4 separate regions of the Mus musculus genome follow, and all the other regions are linked to region 3. A link is a contact called in public Hi-C and promoter capture Hi-C data. All regions are on one chromosome and are shown on one strand. Each heading gives the region's core, a stretch centred on a gene start, on an enhancer-like site or on the middle of the called end of the contact. The rest is flanking DNA. Distances are from core to core; before and after follow the strand shown.

Region 1 (2,700 bases), core at 96-2,595, 170 kb after region 3:
GCTGTGGGGTAGCCTGCAGGACAGAACACAGAGGGAAGAGGAGTCCTCTTGTTTCCTGCGGAGAATAGCAACAGCAGCGTGCTTGGCCCTGGCCCTGCACTGTGAGACGTTCCCCAGCCCCTGGTATGCATAAAACATGGTATCCGTTCAAAACTCTAGTAATGTATCTATCAACTCTTCTGATACTTCTACAGAGGAACAAAGGTTAACTGAAGTAATTCCAAAAACTGCTAAGATATTAAAAGATATCAGGAACTAAACGCTAGTTACTTTTGCCAGCCACTTAAGACTGAGTGAGAAGCAGCCACCTCCCTGCTCACCCGGCAGCGACTGTCAGTTGTGACCCCATTGACAGTGTCAGCCAAGCTCGGGCTCTGGACACATCTAAAGCAAACATGCACGGGATAGCTTTCCTTCTTGCATGTGGAACAACTCACCCCTGAGCTACTGAGCGCTTAGGCAAAGCATCCTGAATGAGAAGCTCACCTCTGAAAGGCACCTAAGGCAGCGACGACCCACCCACGACGTGCCCAGGATGTCCACCCTCCGCCAAAGCAAATGCTGCAATCGTTTCACTGAACTTGCTCAGTGGAGACCTCACAAAATGCGTAGATGTGTCTGGCTGTCTAACTAGCTGTCTGGCTGGTTCTATACAGATCCAAGTAGGAAATTTCCTAGCAAGAAAATGACCACGGACTTGATCCATTATCGAGTCTTAGTCCATGCGTTTACCCTCCAGGGGCTATGACGTTCTGTGACACAAGAAAGACAATGCTGGGGACCCCTGCGCAGATAAGATTGTTTTTAGACACTGTAACCAACGCGGAGCAAACAAGCAAACAATAAATAAATAAATAAATAAATAAATAAATAAATAAATAAATATACCTTGGCTTTGGCTCCAGGGCTTAGTCCCCCTACTGGTGCACTTGAGCTACCAACAGCCTGCCCACCGTCTGAAGATGTAAATTTCTCCTAAAGAGCAAAGAGTAACAAATTTAGTAGAGAAAAAGCTGCTGCGTGAATTGTAAAGGGGAATGGCTAACAAAGTCTCTCTCTATATATATATCAGTGACATCTTTCCCTGTTTCCAGCCGGTTTCGGCTCCAGCCGGCAGGATTGTGTAAGTCAAACTTTGGAAACCTGATCCCACCTTCTCGCCAGCAAGTCCCCTGAATCCTAGAAATAGCGAATGCCTTTACTGACGGAATACTAGATCAAAATCAACAGCTTACAGCCAGTGACTCCTCAGAGTGGTTGGGGATCTCTCTGTAGCAAGCCGAGGAGCTCACGCACTCCATGGGACGACAAGTTTTCCTCCCGGGTCAGCAGCCGGCGAGTGGATTATTTTTAGGGTGGTGGGAGGCCAGCTGCTGCCTCCTATCGCGTTTCTCCTCCGCTGCGCTGCGCTGTGGCCTGGGGCGGACACTGCCGCGCCCTGGCAGGAAACTGCAGGCACCCCAGACGCCTGAGGCGGGGACCCTCCCCATCCAGGACCCTCTTCACCCCCACCCTCCTTGCCCGGATCATCCCTACCTGGGACCCTCCATCACTCCGGCCATTCCCATTCAGGACCACCCTCCCCCAGACCCTCCACACCACTCCCCACTCCTCCGGAGCTGCTCCTACGGGTGAGCGCAGTGAAGATGTGCCAAACTCACGCCATATGTGGATCCCCCAAGACTCCACCAGAAAGCGGAACTTGCAAAAACCGACCCCCAGACCCTCAAAGAGGAGGCTTATCAGATATGAAAACATGGAAAGTATCAGCTCTGCAGGCAGCCTTAGCTTTAGCCACCAAAAAATGATTTAAAAGTGCCATCCATTCGCCCAGCTTCGCCCCCAGCAGGACTGAGAACTGAATAGTTCATTCTAGGCAAAACAAACTGCCACCAGGCATGCTTGTCTCACTTGGATGGGCAGGCACAGGGCAGAATCTTTCAGTGACCCGGGGAATTTGCCTGCTGGTCCAGACTAATGGACCAATGGCACTTGTCTGAGCACTCCAAAATTTGAGTTTGATTTCAAGTTTCAGCATCAACAGTATTTTTTATTTGTTCATTTGTTTCATCGCTTTCACAAACAGATATAATTAACTCTTAAAATAACAAAACTTGCTTAAAACAATATCTATTGAAGGCAGACTGTGGTTGGTGTTCTTCTGAAATGCCATCATTTGGGGGAAAGATGCAGGGAGTTCAAAGCAAGAAGCAGACACATAGCAGGTTAGAAGCCAGCTACACACACACACACACACACACACACACACACACACACACACACACACACACACACACACCCGCTTTTGATATAGATATGCATGTATATGTGACACTCCACAATAACTTTTCCTCTGGTGGTAAGGGGTGAATTTTAAATTAAAAAAAAATTTTTTTTGAGGGGGTGAAGGTTAGACACCCTGGCTTGGACTCAAACTCGCAGTAATCCTCCTGGCTCAGCTTCTAGATTGTTACGATTACAGATATGAGCCATGATCACACTGGGTAATTTTTGGCCTCAGTAACTCTTGAATAAACTCTCGAGATTCCCAAGGGCCAGTTTTGAGTCCTTTGCAGTAATCAGTGTTCGTAGCAACCGTCCTGATCAGATAAAGGCTCGTCAGCCTGGCGGGCTGGTGCCTTCGAGGTTCCTCATGCTGTCCCTAAAGTTGAACTCAGCACCCCATGGCCTCCTGGCCTC
Region 2 (2,856 bases), core at 130-2,629, 210 kb after region 3:
GGAAGAATTCGAGTTAATAAGGCTAGAGGACTAAAAGCCATGTGGAATGCTAGCGATGTAATAGCAGATTTACATAAAGCAGATCTGGCAAAACGTAAAGATTGAAGGTGCTCAACAAGGAGAGTTGTGTAGGGCTCGGTGGGGTCTCATCCCATTGACTAAGAAAACTAAGTAAAACTGATCCAAAAAGCATACTTTGAGAATGAATTCCCAGTACAATTTATTTAATTATAAATCCATATGACTTGTTATTTATATATACAAAAAATTACGTTTAATTTGACCTTAAAACATTCTGAGAAATTTACTAGTCAACTCTTGTGAGCTGGCTCTAGCCAGCCCTGAAGGGAAAGAGTCCAGAGCACAGGAGATTCCTCCCCTCCCTCCCACTCTCTCTCCCTCCTTCAGCGTGGACTTCCCAGCCTTCCAGCCATGCACGTTATCAAGGAGGGACCCAAAGTGCCAGATACGCTTTCATTCTGCTGAGCTTCTCACTGCAGCTCCCAACTGCACACAGCATGCTGGACGGCAGTGACAATCACAATGACAATAGCAATGAGCTCAACTGCAGTCACCAGACTCTAAGGGCACACTATCTGCTGGCCACTTGTGACTTCCATTAAGCTTTGTTAACTTTGACATCTCAAATTACTCAGCTAGGAGAGCCACAGAATGGGGTTTGAATCCAGGTCTATCTTCAGCACAAATATTTTTCAACCGAAGTGAAAGGCAACTGAGGATCAAGGTCCTTTCTGTGTGTCAGGAATTATTTCATGTAGGGGACCGGAGTGATGGCTCAGCGGTTAAGAGCACCAGCTGCCCTTGCAGAGCACCCAAGTTATGTCCCCAGAACCCATGGTGGGTGGCTCACAACTGCCTATAACTCCAGCTTGAAGAGATCCAATGCTTTCTTCTGCCTTCTGCAGGCACCTGCCTTCATGAACACATAATTTAACATAAAATAAATATTCTTAAAATTATCTCATCTTAGCAGAGTTCATCATGATGCTAGGCCAGGTGCCTGAAGGACTGGCTTATGTGAAGCTAAGGCCTTAGCTAGTTAATCATAGTGAGTCTAGGATTAAGGTAGACAAGTCAGGCTCAATTCTCACCCCATACATGACAAAAGAAACTTCCACATCAAGCCAATGAACCTCTAATTCAAATCACACACACACACACACACACACACACACACACACACACACACACACACAAAAGCCTTTTGTCACAGCCTTTTGCCCAATTCCTACATTTGTGCCAGTTTACAAAATCAAAAACTTTGGAATGAGACCGAAAACCTTTGTTCTCAGTCAAACATTTTGTGTGGTTAATATTTCTCCCAGCCTTTCCCTAGAGGGATCTCTAGCTTCTAACCAGGGTATCTTTACACAAGACAAAATCAATTGCTCAGAGCTATGGGAGACTTCCAGAGGCTGCGTATGAAATGACAATGGCTGTAGGTGACCATAAGTGCTGCTCACTAGAGTAGAGGCTTATAGAGGCCAGGGACCACTCTATGTCCATACCACAGATCCCTGAACAGAACTTGTGTGATTTTCACAGTTCCAGAACATATAGTCGGATTTAGCACTCTTAGCAGTAGGTGTAATGTCAACAAGCATTCCTTGATCCATGACATTGGAACGCTGGTGGTGGGAAAAGCCAAACGTGCCCGCCAGAGCCCCTTTCATTTAAGAGCAATGGCGACCTGAGTCAAGGCTGCATTCCTGGAGAACTGCCAAGGTTAGTGTGACACCAAAACCATGAAACATGCAAGAGGGGTCAAAGGGCTCTGGCAGGACAGAGCATAGCAAGCTTGGTGCCCACCAACAGGTTTTGCCTTTCTCTCTGCCCCCCTGGCTAAACCACAGATTACATGCCCTATGCGATCCACCAAGGTGTAGTCCCTTATATGGCCACTTCCTCCTCCTGAGGTTGACTACCAAGGTCCAAATGTCAAAGTATTGATGTCTGGCAACCAGAAGCCCCCTTTTGGCTGCCATAATTAACATGCCACAGAAGCTGACATAGGAGGTCACAGTTTCAGAGGAAAGAATGCTCTCAGCCAGAGACACAACAATGACTCCACTGATTGTCACCTCTCCACGCTGCACTCCTCAGGCAAAGACTGAAGTATGGTGTCAGCTTTTGTGCCTGGTCCTGTTTCTCAAAGGGAAACTAAGCAACTACGCCACAATAAAATCAGAGTCTCTCTAGAATGCAGACGATCTATGGGAGCATTTCAGTGCCTTGATGTTAAGGTCAATGGGGAAAAAAACCACAAGATTCAGACAAATCCTTCAGGAGTCAATGCTTGGGTCATCCTATCCTATACTGAGGTGCCTAGTAGAGAAGAAAAAAAAAAAGACTATAAATTGAGTGATATAGGAAGGTAGTGATAAACACTAGCTAAGACATGTGAGCAGTTATTGGACAATAACCTGGAATTGTGTAGGTCTTCTAATGTTGTGATATAATCAAGACGCTTTGACTTTATTAGTACCACATTAACTATTCCCCCTCCTATTTAAGTTACAAGATGTTGGCGGAAGAGTGACCCCCCGAAATCCTTCCAAATGAGGAGGGATGTGGCCTCCTCATTTATTTGCGCACGTAGTGGTCGCGATGCCTAGATGGAGCCGTGGCTTCCCTGTTACCCTGGTCTGAAGATTAAGTGTGAACTAGCAGAAGGTGTGTGGGGCGAGTTTCATAAAGAAAAGCCAAGGAAGCGAGTTTCATAAAGAAAAACTGACAACTTCTGGAACATTTGCAGTGAGGCCTGCGATAAATTTTCCAAAGACAGCGTGAGAATGGAAGTCAGTAATATGAAGATATAAAATTTCACAAATATGT
Region 3 (2,900 bases), core at 299-2,798:
GTAATACACTCAGTGTTCATGTCAGCCTTGCACATACATGTGTGCACATGCACTAATGTCAGCCTTGCACATACACGTGTGCACATGCACTTGTAAACTCACATGCCTATGCACACGAGAGCAGCTCTGAAGCCTCAGAATAATTGACCTACTTCAAAATTTCTTTCTGCCTCAGCCAGAGCTTGGCTGGAATGGTAGGCTATGCTGCATACAAGCAATAGTTATGATGGTCAGGGCTGGGTCCTCTCTGGATCACGATGACTATTGAAATCTGCAGTAGCTGGATTGAAGAATTCTTATATGTGTGCACTATGAGATAGAGTGCCTGCATTTGAACCCCAGCTAGCTATGAAGTTTGGCCACTAGCTTAAAAATATTTTTCTTTTAAATTAAATTAAATTTAATGTCATCTCAACTTTAAAATTAGAATGAGACTCATTCTTATTTCATGGAACTACTGGGGAAATTTAACCTAGTTGTACATATAAATTCCAAAGTATTGTGGGAAAAGTTCCTGGTCCAATGGATGCTGGCCATTATTATCATTAAAGCATTAACTGTGTGTTTATAAAAGCTCATCTTCTAACCCTGATTTATATCACTGGATAGTTGATACTGATTGCCAACTTGGCAGTATCTAGAATTACCCAGGAGACAAATTCTAGGCATACCACTAAGGGTATTTCTAGTTGGAATTAACTGAGAAGTCCTACCCTAAATGTGAATTCCACTATTGCATGGGCTGGGGTCTTGGGTGCCCTCTGTGTCTGTCTGTCTCTCTCTCTCTCTCTCTCTCTCTCTCTCTCTGTCTCTGTCTCTCTCTCTGTCTCTCTCTGTCTCTGTCTGTCTCTCTCTCTCTCTCTCTCTCTCTCTCTCTCTCTCTGCATACAGGAGTGGTTGGCTGAGGTCCCTCCCAGCTCCCAGAGCCCCCGATCTGTAAATCAAAGCTACTTCCTTCCTTTGCTTACTTTGCTCGGGTGTTTTATCACAGCGGAGAGAGAGAAAAGTTAAAGTCATCAATGAGATAAATAGATTTACAGATTAAAGGTCCTTCAGCAATTATCCATCCCACATCACAGTCAAATCTAGGAAGCCTAAATCCACAAAGGTCAGATCGCTCACTCCTGATAGTCCCGGGCCTGGAAGCAATCCTCAGCTGGTAACCTGTCTGTGTCTCTATCCGGTTGAAGAGAACTGTGTGGCTTAATCATAATCATGTTTACAGTTGGCAGAAAATGCACACTTAGAGTAAGCAGTCAGATACTTTATAGTCAATTTATGTTCCACTCACAAGAGCATTCTACCTTGGTTTCCTGCCTTTCATGTTGCCTAGAACTCACACTACAGAACACACAATAGGTAGTGTTTTCATCTCTGTGGCTTTGGAGGCTCTGGAACATCAAATTTCTTCTGGCGTGATAATTTTTATTTTCCCTGGAAGGCTGCCAGTGTTGTGTGTTTATGCACTGGCTCAGGGGAATACACACCACAGCCTAGAGAAAGGACTTTGTGTCCCTCAGGTGTTATGAAACACAACCCAGGGAGACCTCCTCCATGCCTCTTGCTCTCTTTCCTGAAACAAAAGCTAAGACAGAGAACATAATCAGCCAGGCCTTCAGAGTGAAACCTTTCATTTCATGGAATCAAGTGGACTAGCTGGCTCTTTGGACTCTGAAATGTCCTGTGCATCTTGCTCATGACCTTTGAACCTGTTTGTACCAGGGTTTTAAATAGTGGTAACATAGCTTTCCTAGTTGAGTTATGCAGATGTCCTCAGGCTCAGCTATGCTTGTGACCACATACACACAGTCTGTGAGTCTTGTGGCCAGGGTCAGTGCTGGCCAGCTCTCTCACAGTGGCCCCTTACCACTGCTTCCTAAAATCTTCTGTTTGAAATCCCATTCATTGTTGGCTTGCTTGTTTGTTGTTGGGTCTTGTTTATTTTATTGGTAACTGATGACACAGGAAAAAATTATCTCTTTGCTTCCATACCCATATTTAGCATCAAAGGGAAGACAGACATTAAGAGGTTATGTCTTCAATCACTCAAAACATCTCCATGAAATTTCAAGACATAATACAAAAGTGTGCGTGTTGGTTAAGTTGTTTATTGGTCACGTCTCACTCCCCCTCTGCCCTCTGCACTGTGCTGTTGTGTTTTTATACTGTTAGGGAGAACGTTCCAATTGTTCACTTGGAGAATGCTTAATCACTCTCAGCCCCAGTCTAATGCCAGCCCCTCTCCTGTCAGGAGTAAAGCAAACTGTCTAAGCGCCTGGTGCTGGAGAGGGTGGGCTTGTGCTCAACTCCAGCTCTGTCAGTAACTTAGCTGTCACGTCCCTAAGTAACTTGGGTCTTCTATGCCTTGCATTCTCTTTACCTGTAAAATACAGCAAGCGCCAGGTCAGCAAGGCTCTGTAGTGAATACTGTGGCGAAAATCAAGAATAAGTAAGCAAACAAGAAAGTTAAAAAAAACTTTTTTGTATACATATGTGTTTATATATATATATATATGCATATGTAAATATATGCATATATACATATGTAAATATATGTGTATATACCCATGTAAACATATATATGTGTGTATATACATGTGTAAACATATATATAGAATAGATGGTAGATAGATACATATATAGATAGATATTTACTTTAAATTGTTTGTTTAAAAATAGAACACGGCAGAGTGGCAAATGTCTATAATCTGAGCGCTCAGGAGGCCGAGGCAGGAGACTGTGATCTCAGGACCAGACTAGGCTATGTTGCAAGTGCTACAGTAGCCTCAGGACCAGACTAGGCTATGTTGCAAGTGCTACAGTAGCCTTATAAACAAACATAGTGAGACCCTGACTCTAAACAGAACAAAAGAACAATTGTTTCCTTTGCCCTTGGTGTT
Region 4 (2,757 bases), core at 101-2,600, 140 kb after region 3:
CTGGGAACTTAACTTGAGTCCTCTAGAAGATCACTGTGTGGCCTTAACCACTGACTCATCCCTTCAACCCCTCAAATAGGACTTGAAACCCTTGGACAGGTGTTACATTAATGCAGAATAACCAATTGTGTGACTGATAGTTGCATAGTTTTTGATAGTGGTTATGAAGCCTTGTCATTTGTAATACAGAGACCTGGCCAAGGTATAAGCATGCCTGATAATAGCTATCAATAACTATTTCTTTTACAGATGGTGATATGGGAGACTTGCCAAGCAGAAACAGCTCCGAGAGGCACATGAGAGGAAAGACAAAATTGTTCTTGGTGTTGTTGTTGCTACTTGGAAATGAGAGATTTCTTTAATAACAATTTTCTCCTCTGGCAAATAACATCTTTGGACATAGTTACTGCATTACACACCAAATACCAAATGCCTACAAGGAATACTACATATTCTACTCCAGAAGGGAAAACACATAAATTATTTCTATGGAAGTAAAGTAACTTTAGCATTATGGGAAAAAACACTCTTATTCGACTAGTTTTTGTTTTTAGGGCAGGATCTCGGGTAACCCAAGATGGCCTAACTTCAGTATGTAGCAGAGGGGAACCCTGAACTCCTGGTCTTCCTGCCTCTACCTCCCAAGTGCTGGGACTCCGAGGATATATCACCCTCCCTGTTCTTTTTTATAAGAATTTTATTTTTTTATTTTAATTTTATGTGTATGGGTGTTTTGCCTGTATGTACTTCCGTGTACCACCTGTATGCCTGGTACCTGCAGAGGCCAGAAGAAGGTGTTTGGATTCCCTGGAACTGCAGTCAGGTTTTAAGTGACAAGTGACTTCTCTTTAGTCTGTTTTGTGGCACTTTGCCCTAAAACTCACAGTGTGGGTGGGTTGAGGCTGTGCCAAGACATCCTGTGCCAAATAAAATTTGCCTCTTTGTCCCAGTTTGTTATAAACATAACAACAGGTGCGTGGCATGTGTCTGTGTGCACATGTTCCACTCTGTGACTGTGACAAGGGCACCTGGCTACTGATCTGAACTGTTTGAAAAGAAAGCCTAGGGCTTGACCTGGAGCAGGGAACTCCTCATGGCACTGAGTTTCCTCAGGCGAAGAGCTTCCAAGCTTCCTCATGCACACAGAACAGAGCTATGAGTTTGCTTCAGCCCATTCTAACACACCACACTTCTGAATGCGCTTACGAGCCCAGTAAAGAGTGTATAACTTCTAAGAGCCCTGAAGAGATATTTCAAAATCAGCTGACTGAAGTCTTAGTCTCCAATTATAAACAGGCAGCTCAGCTCACTGCTGGCCAACTGGCATTTGAGACTAGTCACGGGTTCCCAGGCACTGAAGCAAATGCAGAGGCCAGTCCACACTGGGAAAACGCTTGTTTGGGTTCCCAGAACTAGTACCCAGTGGGAAAAATATCTGGCCACTTCTGTTGACCCACCACCTCTGTAGGACCTGCAAATCAACCCAGAACGTTATTTTAGAGAAGAGAGCTTTTAGAAGCACATTCTGTTTGGCCTCAAGCTGGCCTGGGGCCCTAAAGTATGCTGGGCTTTATCAGCCTGGCAAATGCCTTTTCCCCAAGAGGGATAGAGTGGGAGGGCTATGATAAACTCACAGAGGGTAATATCCACCTTCCACCTCACTAGGATTTATTACCAGGATTGTATACTGTGGGTTTGAAGAAGAGCCCTTTTATCTTTCTCAAATCAACTCTCAAAGTCCTTTTAATGTTTGGCAAGCTCCTTCTTCCAGAGCCATGGTATGTTGTAAGTTATAGGCTGCTTTCTACTTCAACTTCTAGCGCAAAGTCAAGTTTCAATTAATTAAGACTGCAACCCTGGAAGGGGTGCCCATTAAATAGAGAAAATGAAAATAAGGACCAAAATAGAAGACTCTGGCCATTTATCAATTTTATCGTCTGAAGCAGCTTCCCTGCCAGAGTGTGGCCTAATTTGGAAGCATGACTTCGGGACTTCAGTCAGTGATCTATGCAAGCCATCGCTAAGACAGAACAATGAGAGCGAAAAGGAAGGTAGCTGAGGCCAGAGGGTCTGAACTCTAAAGTCCAAGAGCTTATGAACAATTACTGAAAGCCTGGTTCAGAGAAGAGGACTGACGCTCTGTTAGGATACCATCCCCCCCCCACTTGGCCCTTTCCAGGATAGAGTCACCTGCGTAGTGAGGTATCAAGCATTTAGTCACTGAAAAGTTCATAGAAACTGCTGCCTACAATCAAGGTATTGAGCATAAAACTCTAGGTTTCTCAGTAACGCATGAGCCTTGTGGAAATTATTATTTTGAAGTGTTCTACATTGCTGTCGATGGCAGAGTGCACCCTTAAGTGTTCAAGTTTTCTTCGATGTCACGGCATATAGATATTTCTTTCAAAACTCATATACAAATGTGGCAAAGGCTGTCTGCAGCACATGCTGGGATTCTATAAGCTATATCAAGATGGCTAAGTGAGAATGAAATACAACTTCGAGATTGCCTTGTTTATAAGATGGTCTAGGACAGCAGATGGTGGCACAGATAGCACAGTGTGGCTTGTCAACATATTTGTGTCTATGGTACAAAGGGAAGAAATGGGAAATGGTTACCATCACATAACACATGCTCTGGTAGCCACGCGTCACGGCAAATGATAACCGAGGCAGTCTACCCTGGCTGTAAGCATATTTAAAAGAGAAAATGAACAGTTTTCAAGTCTTTCTTTTTTCAGTGACTATGAGCTAGAA

Evidence for each region. Promoter capture Hi-C pulls out the DNA fragments that hold promoters and counts their contacts. A called contact is a pair of places that touch in the nucleus more often than the background predicts.
Region 1: a contact with region 3 is called in a promoter capture Hi-C map of liver. The contact joins the promoter of Abcc9 here to the enhancer-like site in region 3. A contact is called at or near these places in 12 of 39 promoter capture datasets (the C10 cell line, the HPC-7 cell line, cranial neural crest and 6 more), 6 of 484 Hi-C or Micro-C datasets (bone marrow-derived macrophages, colorectal tumor organoids, embryonic fibroblasts and 3 more), 11 of 115 datasets of contacts at active chromatin or transcription factors (craniofacial prominence, embryonic forebrain, embryonic hindbrain and 7 more) and 3 of 9 other capture datasets (adipose tissue, liver and pancreatic islet).
Region 2: a contact with region 3 is called in a Hi-C map of liver, with 7 times the contacts expected there. The contact joins two enhancer-like sites. A contact is called at or near these places in 15 of 39 promoter capture datasets (the 3T3-L1 cell line, 3T3-L1-derived adipocytes, the C10 cell line and 8 more), 10 of 15 datasets of contacts at CTCF or cohesin (CD8 T cells, the NIH/3T3 cell line, embryonic stem cells and 4 more), 353 of 484 Hi-C or Micro-C datasets (the 3T3-L1 cell line, 3T3-L1-derived adipocytes, the 4T1 cell line and 164 more), 61 of 115 datasets of contacts at active chromatin or transcription factors (CD4 T cells, CD4 single positive thymocytes, CD8 T cells and 40 more) and 3 of 9 other capture datasets (embryonic stem cells, embryonic tail and embryonic trunk).
Region 4: a contact with region 3 is called in a Hi-C map of liver, with 5 times the contacts expected there. The contact joins two enhancer-like sites. A contact is called at or near these places in 1 of 39 promoter capture datasets (embryonic stem cells), 60 of 484 Hi-C or Micro-C datasets (B cells, CD4 T cells, CD8 T cells and 25 more) and 3 of 115 datasets of contacts at active chromatin or transcription factors (embryonic stem cells and kidney).

The regions. Positions count from the first base shown.
Region 1 is chr6:142,700,929-142,703,628 of GRCm38.p6, forward strand. Abcc9 (ATP-binding cassette, sub-family C (CFTR/MRP), member 9) reads right to left here and starts at 1,346. Exons shown (of 40, transcript NM_011511.2): 1 at 1,236-1,346; 2 at 889-975.
Region 2 is chr6:142,737,077-142,739,932 of GRCm38.p6, forward strand. No RefSeq gene overlaps it. Among named protein-coding and RNA genes, the nearest start is that of Cmas, 18 kb to the right of the region's middle. Within about 2 kb of position 1,380, at least 3 of the 459 cell types and tissues checked have an H3K27ac peak or open chromatin away from gene starts, as enhancers often do. A contact at or near this core is called in hepatocytes and liver, where this site is marked.
Region 3 is chr6:142,526,708-142,529,607 of GRCm38.p6, forward strand. All of the region lies in intron 3 of Gm46979 (a long non-coding RNA gene), which reads left to right. Among named protein-coding and RNA genes, the nearest start is that of Gm46979, 7.0 kb to the left of the region's middle. Within about 2 kb of position 1,549, at least 9 of the 459 cell types and tissues checked have an H3K27ac peak or open chromatin away from gene starts, as enhancers often do. A contact at or near this core is called in hepatocytes, kidney and liver, where this site is marked.
Region 4 is chr6:142,666,956-142,669,712 of GRCm38.p6, forward strand. All of the region lies in intron 14 of Abcc9 (ATP-binding cassette, sub-family C (CFTR/MRP), member 9), which reads right to left. Among named protein-coding and RNA genes, the nearest start is that of Abcc9, 34 kb to the right of the region's middle. Within about 2 kb of position 1,351, at least 23 of the 459 cell types and tissues checked have an H3K27ac peak or open chromatin away from gene starts, as enhancers often do. A contact at or near this core is called in liver, where this site is marked.